Regions from separate parts of the Hordeum vulgare genome. Here region 2 is linked to region 1. A link is a contact called in public Hi-C data. All regions are on one chromosome and are shown on one strand. Each heading gives the region's core, a stretch centred on a gene start, on an enhancer-like site or on the middle of the called end of the contact. The rest is flanking DNA. Distances are from core to core; before and after follow the strand shown.

Region 1 (5,569 bases), core at 2,258-4,757:
CCGAGTTTAAGCGCGTCCTTGCTGTGTTAGATGACCTCTCACCAGAGGAACTCGGTGCAAAGATCAAGGAATATGGCATTGTTGCCCCTGATACAAAGAACCCACTCTCTGCTCCCTATCCATTCAATCTTATGTTCCAGACATCAATTGGCCCAACAGGTCTTAGCGTGGGGTAAGAAGATTGCCAGTCACCACATTAATCATGTTTTTTTGGTGTTGATTGACCATGCATGCTCATTTTTTGTGTGAACAAACAGCTATATGAGGCCAGAGACTGCACAGGGTATTTTTGTCAACTTCAAGGACTTGTACTACTACAATGGCCAAAAGCTTCCCTTTGCAGCAGCTCAAATTGGTCAAGCATTCCGTAATGAGGTCTGTGTTGTGTCACACCATGCTTTAGCTTTCATTGGATTGTCAGTAACTGCCATTTCACTTGTTTATTCTTTGCATGTTAGCAACAGTATTATACTCACTTAACTGTTTATTCTTCATGTGATTATTCAGCACATAGTGTTTGCTTCCTGAATTTTAATCAAATGTTCAATCTAGACTTCTTTTTTTCATGGAATTCATGATTCTGTTGACTTAGACTACCTCTGTTTTTATTGAAAATATTTATGCAACATGATTTTATATGAATGATGGGTGTTCTTCATGTTGCAACAATATTGCTAAACCTAGACTTCTTTATATAGAGAATGTATGATGCTGTTGTTTAAACTACCCTGCTTCCGTTTTTGTTAAAAATGTTTTGCGTAACGTGATTTTTGAATGAATGTTGATACATGGCTAAACATACATTTGTCACACACTATAATGTTAATAAATATTCGAAGAGTGGTAAATTCGCTTGCAGTAGTTAGATATATATCCTTTTCATCTACTCACTACTTCCTACTTATTTGACAATCAGATCTCTCCGCGTCAAGGTCTTCTACGAGTGCGTGAATTCACATTGGCCGAGATTGAGCACTTTGTAGATCCTGAGGATAAGTCACATCCCAAGTTTGTTGATGTTGCTGATTTGGAGTTTTTGATGTTTCCGAGAGAGCTGCAGCTCTCAGGGGAGTCGGCCAAGTTAACGAAGCTTGCGGAAGCAGTTTCGAAGGTTTGAGCTTGACGTCTATTTTATCTTTTGGCTGAGTCAGTTGTTTTTTTCTTCTTCTTCATTAGAGGCGGTTGAGTTAGTCATTTGTCATCTTCTTCCATTTCGGATTAGAGGTGGTTTGCTTCCATTTCATGAACTTACTATATGTTTCTTCCTTACAGGGAACTGTTAATAATGAGACACTTGGTTACTTTATTGGAAGGGTCTATCTTTTCCTGACACGTTTGGGAATTGATAAGAGCAAATTGCGCTTCAGACAGCATCTACCTAATGAGATGGCTCATTATGCCGCTGACTGCTGGGATGCGGAGATTGAGTGTTCTTATGGATGGATAGAGTGTGTGGGCATTGCAGATAGATCTGCATATGATTTAAAAGCTCATTCTGTAAGCCTATATCACATCCATGAATAATTTGCAGTTACTGATTTTAGTCCTTTGGACATGTTGGAATTGAAATTGAAGTAGCTCCTTTAATATATTTAGCTCCACTTTTCTTGAGTGTGCAACTAATGTTGATCATGCTTTCCTGATTGGTGTATCATAGGAGAAAAGTGGTGTTCCACTTGTTGCTCATGAAAAGTTTTCAAAGCCTAGAGAAGTTGAGGTGAGTTATCTACCGTCTTGATTCTTCAGTATTTTTGGAGTCACTAATAATGTACACCCTCTGTACAGCATCCCCCAGCGACAAATATTATGGTACAGAGGGAGTACCATTAAATAATGTGTGCTACTTGTTATGTTTTATTTTTGCTCCTTAAGTATCTTACAAGTTCATCAAGAAGCATTCTTTGATGACATTATTATAGTCTTTGCCCTTTAACGCATAATCAATTAGGTCTAGCATTAATATATCTGAATTTCCTTGCTGCTACAGAAACTTGTTATCGTGCCCTCAAAGAAAGACCTAGGGCTTGCTTTCAAGGGCAATCAGAAGATGGTGGTTGAAGCATTGGAGGTAACACATCTTGTGCTCTGTCTGCAGTTTCTTAGGCGTTTTATCCTGTCTATCAAAGTAGAAACTTTTGTTGTTGACTTTATTCTTGGACAATCAGGCTATGAGTGAAAAGGAAGCAATGGACATGAAGGCTGCATTGGAATCTAAGGGGGAGATGAACTTCCAAGTTTGCACACTTGGAAAGGACGTGGTGATTACAAAGAAAATGGTATCGATCAGTATGGAGAAGAAGGTGGAGCACCAGCGAGTCTTCACCCCTTCAGTTGTTGAACCCTCATTTGGCATAGGGAGGATAATCTATTGTCTGTTTGAACATTCCTTCTACACAAGACCTAGCAAATCAGAAGAGGAACAGCTGAATGTCTTCCGGTTCCCTCCTATCGTGGCTCCTATCAAGTGCACTGTGTTCCCGCTGGTAAAGAATCAAGAGTTTGATGATGCCGCCAAAGTGCTTGCTAAAGAATTAACAGCCGCAGGCATCTCACACATTATTGACACGACTGGTACGTGATATACCATATCGAGCAGGAAAATAGTTTCTCGACCATTACCTTTATTAGCTTCTCTTCTCTTAAATAAAGAAACTTAAAAAGCATTGGTTGTCATACCACGAAGTATATCATGCAATTTCATGATGGAAGATGATGTGGTTGAATAGCTGTCCAAATCATCATTGGACATAACACCAAGGATTACTAACTGCACATGCTCATATTATTATTTGCTTGTGAAGGCATTTCTATCGGGAGGAGGTATGCAAGGACGGACGAGATCGGTGTTCCTTTTGCAGTAACGGTCGATTCTGCAACGGAGGTGACGATCCGAGAGAGGGACAGCAAGCAGCAGGTGAGGGTGGGCATCGACGAGGTGGCATCGGTGGTGAAGGAGCTGACAGAAGGACAAAGCACGTGGACCGATATCTCATTCAAGTATCCCAGCCATATCGGTCCCCAAGCTGACCAGGAGTGAGTTGTCTGGCTACAGTTTGCACCGACCCCGTCCAGACCATCAAAACGTCATTCATCTTCCAGTTGCCCGGTTGAAACCGTACTGCTGTTGATGCGAGCTCTGTATGAATACTTGCTGCAGACGCCTATACATTTTGAGAATGTTTTACCATATACTCCCTCTGTCTCAAAATAACTGTCTCAACTTTGTATTAGCTTTATTATAAATTTGTACTAAGCTTAAGACACTTATTTTGGGACGGAGTGGAATTGACATCATTTTGAGTATTCCTTAAGGAGTAAGTTGTAATGAAGCTATTGAATTTTCAATCTTTCACCTACTTGTGGCATCTTTTGTGGAGAGTCAAAGATTTTTCAAGCCACCCATGTGTTGTTGGAAGTCTTGTTGGGTGGCTCCGGGTCTCCCACGCATTCTCCTCCAGTATCTTTGACGCCTGTTTAACACGGCCTGTTGCACGGACATCGCCATTGCCTCCCCAGCTGCTATAGGTGAAGATGGACCCCGCAGCCCAGCCACTGCTCGCCACGGCGGATCACGACGACGAGGTCACCGTTATGCCCGGGAAGGGAAACAAACACGCAGAGGCGGAGGAGATGTCCACGTCCATGCAGAGCAGGTTGGAGGAGAGCAGCACGGCCGTCGGCGAGGAGGCGGACGAAGAGATGGCATCCCGCATGCAGCGGCGCCTGGACGCGCTTCCGGGGAAGCCGCACGAGAGCGAGCCCTTCACCATCTTCCGGGTGGCGGGGCCCATGCGCGACCGCAACCGCCACCTCTACGAGCCGCAGATGGTCTCCGTCGGCCCCTTCCACCGGGGCGCCGCCCGCCTCCGCGCCATGGAGGAGCACAAGTGGCGCTACCTCCGCGATCTCCTCGCACGGGGCGACGCGCCGCTCGCGTCCTACGCCCGCGCCGCGCGGGACCTCGAGCCCGCGGCGCGCCGACGCTACGCTGAGCCCACCGAGGACCACCTCCCTCAGCGGGACTTCGCCGAGATGCTCCTCCTCGACGGCTGCTTCATCGTCGAGTTCTTCCTCAAGGGCGAGGACGGCGCCGCCGACGCGCTCATCGACGCCGCCTGGGCCATGCAGAACGTCTACAGCGACCTCTTCCTCCTGGAGAACCAGCTCCCCTTCTTCGTCCTCGAGCGCTTCTACGCCATCGCCACCGGCGGACGAGGACGCGACCACTTTGTCACCAGCCTCCTCGCCAAGTACCTCACCGTCGAGACCCCGCAGGATGCCTCCACGGCCACGCTCCCCGACGGCGAGATCCTCCACCTGCTGCACCTCTACTACCACTGGTTCCTCCCACCACAAGACGAGGGCGCCGCCGTCCCTCCCGCCGGTGGCGGCGACAGCAAGATGGCCGAGGACGAGGCGTTCAACGAGTGGCTGGCCAAGCCCATGGACGAACGCCTGCCGTGGCTGCTCCCCTCGGCGTCGGAGCTGGAGGACGCCGGCATCACGTTCCGGGCCAAGAAGTCGCCCCGGAGCCTTGTCGACGTGACCTTCCGCGCCCGCGACGGCGTGCTCGAGATCCCAGCCGTGGAAAGCTACACAAACCGCGCCATGTTCGCCAACCTCCTAGCATACGAGCAGAGCCGGGGCCGGTGGGAGCTGCAGCGGCTCATGAGCTACGTGGTGCTCATGGCGTCGGTGGCGGCGCACGGGCGGCGCGACGTGAAGATCCTGCAGCGGGCCGGGGTGTTCGTCAAGGGGGACGAGGAGACGGCGGCGTTCTACGCGCACCTTGGTGAGCTCTGCGGCGGTGCCGCCGCCGGCACGCCGGGTGTTACCAACAACTGCTACGCCGACATGTTCCGCGAGGTGAAGGAGTACTGCGGCCGCAGCTGGAACCGTCACCGAGCCGTGCTCGCTCACGACTACTTCAGCAACCCGTGGACGAGCATGTCCGCCGCTGCCGCCGTGCTCCTGCTCGTTCTCACCGTCGTGCAGACCGTGTACACCGTATTGCCGTATTACCACCATTAATCATCGATCCATCATCCTGGATTCATGCATGCACCGGGGAAATATCGAGTGATGCCACCATTGAAGTTAACTCTAGCACTCCTTATAAGTGGTCAAGCCCGTATAAAATAACGGACCGCACGATCCATCAACCGTGCGCGTCCGCACCGTTGGATCTCCATGCAATATTTTTTTCCTCGATGCAACAAAAATTCGATGCGATGTAGTAATTTTTTCAACGGTTGCAACAAAAAATAAAATTTATAGAAAAAAAAATATTTACGTGATCATAACAAAAAACGAAGCTGATGGTGCGTGGTAGCAAAAGTCAAACGCTGGTTGTAACAAATATTTACGTGACTTGCATGCAACTTTTTTAGTGAACGGTTGCAAGAAAAAATGATGCCGATTGTAGCAAAAATTAACACGGTTGTACCAAAAGTAAAAAACATCGATTGTAACGAAAAATCCGACGAACTGGAGTTGCAACCAAACATATATGCAGTTTTTTTACAGGATAAATGTAGCAAAAAAAATAACGCTTGGAGCAAAAATGACG
Region 2 (5,569 bases), core at 1,523-4,022, 280 kb after region 1:
ACTGCATAGAACCCCGTTAAAATCTCCGCAACAAATCCACGGTCCCTTCCAATCTGAGTGCAGCCGAGATAACAACTTCCAGAAATCATGACACAAGTCACGACGAGGCTGACCATACACAAACGTTGCACGCCAGGGAATGCACTCTTCCGTAGATATAATCACATCAATGCAATGAGAGTTAAAACCCTTAAGAGATACAGTATATGGTTGTTTACAAAACAAAGCTAAACCACCACTGAGACCAGCACTGCTAACAACAAAGCTACCAACATATCCAAGCGACCACATGAAATTTTGCACCCTGGAATCCTTCATCTTCGTTTTGGAGAGGAAGAGGAAGGAAGGTCGGAAGAACCTCGCTAACTAGCGAAGCTCACCAACTGTCGAGTCCGACCCAAGCCCTCGATAGTTCCAGCATAATAGATTCATTGCGTCTGGCAGGGCTGCGCCGCAGCCTCTGCCTGATCCACCGATCGTGATGTTGTTGAGATTCTCTGTTTCTTATTCTTCTCTACTGCTGAAATCTGGTCATCCGCAGCCACGTCTGTCTGAAACGCAGCCGGAGTCCCCTTGTTGCTTACCAGAATCATGGGTAGCGGGGAAGTCTCCTGCACTTCGTGCTGCACCTGAACTTTTGGCTGATACACCTTTCGTTTCTGCCCAGAGATTTGAACGATCTTCCCCGAAACCGCGGCACCAGCCGATCCATCCACAGGCGTATGTACATCCGGAGATGCAATAATCTTTGCACGATTAGCCCTTGGTTTCCTCTGTTTCAGATTTGTAAAACCCTCACCCCAGACTCCTTTCCACGCGCCCTAGACGGCGCCTTATTTGGTGCTTTAACACCATCACTTGACCCTGATTTGGAATTCTGAAATTCGAATGTTGGCCCATATTAGGCCCTGAATATTTCTTCTTCTTGTCATCTGAGGCACAAAGTCTAGAACTATGATACGGAAGGAGACCCTCAGCATCACGTTCCCCTGGCGTTGGACACACAACAGACGAGTGCCCCACACAACCATAGGAAAACCAAAACAACGACAACCGTTCATACTTCACCTCGTAAACATCAGTCACTCTCCGCTTATGAGAAAACACTGACACACATCGCATCAATGGTTGATTGACATCAACAAAGATCCTTACACGCATGTAATCACCCCATGCACGCCCTTTGTCATCGACATCCATCCTCTCCACTTTGCCCAACGTGGATGCCAAAGCTTTGCCACGATCATCATTCATAAGTCCAAAAGGGAGATTCAGAATACGAACCCACATTGAAAGAGTATCAAAGCAGACATCACTGGGCTTGAGTGAAGGGTCAAATTCCTTCAACATAATACAATGCTTGCTAATCGTCCATGGCGATCCATCGCTCACCCGATCCTTGTCTGCCTTGCTTCCAAATTCAGCTAGAAATCTATTTGCTCCCAACAGATGAAACTCCAAACCCCTAGGGTTTCCCCACGCAGGCCTAAGAGCAGCCTTGATCGTTGAAACATGAAGAGTGTTAGGAGCCAAAACCTTCCCAACTAGCGCCCATGACAGACAGCCAGGGTAATCCTCGTCATCCTCCTCGAGAACAAACGCTGTAGGCTCCTGAGTTGTGAGATTGAGACGATCAAGCATAGCCGCCGCGTTGTCCCCCGCAGAAGATGATGCAGATTCCTTCGCAACTGATGCTTTACCCTTAGCAGCCTGATCCAAAACGCGGATCGACAAATCTCCTCCTGGCATTGAAGTACCACCAGGAACCGAAACTCCATAGTTCGCCTCCTCCTCCGCCATCTTAGTAACGACCACGCTCGACTGCGCGTAGACGTCGAAGATAGTAAAGTGCGGGAGCGGCGGAGAAACAGGAGAGACGGGATCGTGAGGATCATCGTCCCCAAACGTAGCCGAGGAAACTAGGGAAGCGCCGCCATCGCCGGCAAGATCGCAGGAGCCCTTGGTAACCGTACTTGTGGGGGTGTGGTGTTGTGTGTGAGTGCTTCCGTCGCTACACGCGCTTTCATAGTCGACGGATACGTCTTTTCTCATTGAATACATATCGTCGGAAGGCGTGGAATAAATCTCGTTGATTCTATTCCACATTTTCGATTTCGCTGTCTATTAAACAGACAAGCACGTCATGCACGCGTCTCAATCAGACAACGGTGCTAAAATAACAACTCTGATAAACCAGTTTCTCTTTCTCCCCCTCCCCAACACGCCATATAATTAGTGGATATAATTGGACGGGGAATGTCAAGCCAGCGAATGACGAACCACCGCATGAAACACCCGCCGTCCAGCTTTGCTCCAGATGGTAGTTCCAGAGCACAGGACGCCGCCGTCGGCGCCCAAGTCCCAAACAATCCCCGAAACGAATAGCTCCAAATGTCACCGGCCGACGTGCCGACGGCGGCCGGGGGAGGTTCCGGAGGCAGCATACATACAGTATATACATAAGTACCTCGAAGGGAGTTGCTTTGTCATGAATTATTCTACTACCACTCATTTAATCCAGAAGCGAACGTGTAATTACATTACAGTGGTGCAGCAGGTTAGAGCCTAAATACGCTTAAAAAGGGTTAGAGCCTAATCTCGCAATTAGCATTAGTACGCGTGAGCGCGACGGGGACATTTCGGCCGGATGGGACACCGCCCCGTGCCCGGCGGGACCTCAGGAATTTGTAGCACGCTCCGTTTGACCGCGCGGCGCTTCCCCGGCACGACCGCGTCCACCTCCCGCTGGCTGGCTGGCAGTGAAACGCCGTGGCCTAACCGCCGAGCGCCCGGTCGCGAGTCAATCAAACTCCCCGACGCGTCAGCGTCTTCTCCACCTCGCTAGTCGCTCCCAACCCATCCCCTCTGGCTACAGACTGTCGAATGGTGCCAAGCTTCTCCCGCCCCTCCCGCTAGGGTTCCGCTTCCATGGAAGCTCCGCTCCTCCGCCTGCTCCTCCTCCTCCTGGCCGCGGCGGCGGCCACCGCGGCGAGGGACGGCTGCACCTCGGGCTGCGACCTCGCGCTCGGCTCCTACTACGTCGCGTCCAACCAGAACGTCACCTACATCGCTCAGCTCTTCGGGTTCTCCGACTACCGAGTGCTCGGCAGGTACAACCCCGCGATACGCAATCTCGACTTCGTTGCCGCAGGGGACCGCCTCAACGTCTACTTCCCCTGCCGGTGCCTCGCCAGCCTGTCTGACCCGGCCTCCACCTTCCTCGCCGCCTCCATCCCCTACAAAGTCACCTCCGGTGAAACCTACACCAGCATCGCAGACAACTTCAACAACCTCACCACCCCCGGCTGGCTGGAGGCCACAAACACGTACCCGGCCAACAACATCCCCGACGTCGGCTTCGTCAACGTCACCGTCAACTGCTCGTGCGGCGACGCCGGAATCTCCACGGATTACGGCCTCTTCCTCACATACCCGCTCAGGGACAGGGAGACGCTCGCATCCGTCGCCGCCAACCATAGCTTCTCTTCGCCGGAGCAGATGGACCTGCTCAGAAAGTATAACCCCGGGATGGATGGTGTCACCGGGAGCGGCATCGTGTATATCCCAGCCAAAGGTGAGGCTTCGCAACTCCCTTATAGATTCAGCTGACTCAGCTGTGGCGTGCAGTTTCAGTTAGATTGAATTGAATTGAATTGAATTGGGGAATATTGGGAATCATATTCAAATAGTGCTGCTATTCGAATTGAAGTGTGGGGATTTCAGTTAAATTTTATCTTGGTATAGCTGACTGAAATGGAGGTGTATCGGGGATAAATTGTTGCTCTAGACAGGTGTGGTGTGCAGTTTCATGCTCAGTTGTAGAGTGATATTGGTACTCTGTTCAAAATTCGTCATGGCGTTATAAAATGGGAATTAAAAATCGTTTTGGGTTGTCAAATTCCAGCTATATTAATGTTTGTGGGTGTAGAATGGACCAATTGAGCTCTGATTGTGGTGCTGACCGCACATATTTCTTCCTTCATGTGCCATTTTGTTGCAACATGTTGATTACTATTGCTCCATGTTGCTGATTCTGTGGGTTGGGTCATGCCAATTCTGCATAGTAGACGATACCCCTCGTGTTGCCGCAGAATTGGATATATATAGTTTCTAAAATATTATGTAGAATACTAATTAAGTCCTTACATTTAAACTATGTGAGAAATTTCTGCATAAGCAAAAAAAAATCTTACCATGAAAAGTTGTGCATGTCACAATTAAATGCAATTTAATTAAAAGCCCACTTAAAATGCGCTAATGCATGTTGCATAGTAGATGATTCTCATGCGTAGATCAGACGGATGTTAGGTGATCAACCTAGTAAATCTATGAAAATGCTAAAAATCTTATGTCAGATTTTTGGCATGGCATGAAACTTTTTCATGGCAATTTATGTTGGCATGAGGTTGGAAAATCTAGTTGGCAAGCATGACAGTTTTCTGGCAAAAAAATAAACTGAGGCAGACTTGCCATGCTCGCCAACTAAATTTGCCACCCTCGATAAACATAATTTGCCATGAAAAACTTCCTATTTGCCATGCCTAAAAATCTGGCGTTTGCTGGATATTCGGGTCCTAAATCTAATGGCTACAACAATTTTGATGATGTGGATGCACGCATATTGAGATAATTAGAAGTAGTGGGGATCACTCTTTTAGGTATGTAGGATACGGTACCTCGGTAAGAAAATTGCCTAATATTTCCGTGGGGGGGGGGGGATAGACAATCTTTGCATAATTCGTGAATAGTGCTGCTATTCAAATTGAATTGTGGGGAATTCGGTTAAATTTTAGCTTTGGTTAGCTGACTGAAATGGGGGAGTATTGGGGACTAATTGCCGTACTAGGGAAGTGTGTTATGCAGTTTCGTACTCAGTTGTAGAGTGATACTGTTTTTGTTTTTAGAAAAGGAGGAATACCGCGGCCTATGCATCAGAGAGATGCATGCAGCCCTTTTATCAATGAAATAATCCAAACAGTCTGTGATCCATAACAAGCATGCACCGAGCTGAAAATAAAAGCTATTAGAAGTCAAAAAGAGCCACAATCGGCGAAAATAAGACTAGATGACTAAACACATATCCTGGACTGTCATCCAAACCGGTTGTAGATATCCCAAGCTACCATCTCCCACAGGACAGACATAGTAACCAAAGGCTCCCTGGTTCCGCAGGGGTGAGTAACGACCACATACGGATCCAAGCAGTGGCCCTGTAGATGACCTGCAAAAAAATTGTATGATTTTGTCTGTTAAACACCATGTCATTTCTGCAGTTCCAAATAGCCCATAGTAATGCACATATTCCTATCCGAATATGTCTCGCACTATTAGTATCTACTCCATTTAACGACGTCCCAAATAACGTGTGTATACTATCTGGAGGTGTGATATTAAAGGCTATATGAACTGAACGCAATAAAATCTTGGCCAGGGGACAATCGAGAAAGAGGCGTTTGATGGTTTCATCATGATCACAAAAGCTACATCTTTGACTACCCTCCCAATTACGTTTGGCCAAATTATCCTTAGTGAACAAACCACATGAAGACTTTGATTCGTAAGGGTACTT

The links. Hi-C and Micro-C count contacts between places; a contact is called where the count stands out from the background.
Region 2: a Hi-C map of leaf shows a contact between it and region 1, with 5 times the contacts expected there. The contact joins the promoter of LOC123408894 here to the promoter of LOC123413575 in region 1. A contact is called at or near these places in 4 of 6 Hi-C or Micro-C datasets (leaf and seedling) and 1 of 1 datasets of contacts at active chromatin or transcription factors (embryo).

The regions. Positions count from the first base shown.
Region 1 is chr7H:215,023,150-215,028,718 of MorexV3_pseudomolecules_assembly, forward strand. It overlaps LOC123413575 (UPF0481 protein At3g47200-like), which reads left to right and starts at 3,508. Exons shown (of 1, transcript XM_045106510.1): 1 at 3,508-5,110. The coding sequence starts at 3,532. The coding sequence ends at 5,031. LOC123413574 (glycine--tRNA ligase, mitochondrial 1-like) reads left to right here. Exons shown (of 9, transcript XM_045106509.1): 2 at 1-172; 3 at 258-375; 4 at 917-1,111; 5 at 1,273-1,497; 6 at 1,658-1,717; 7 at 1,988-2,068; 8 at 2,166-2,571; 9 at 2,802-3,415. The coding sequence ends at 3,037.
Region 2 is chr7H:215,302,356-215,307,924 of MorexV3_pseudomolecules_assembly, forward strand. LOC123408894 (chitin elicitor receptor kinase 1-like) reads left to right here and starts at 2,773. Exons shown (of 11, transcript XM_045101925.1): 1 at 2,773-3,574. The coding sequence starts at 2,929.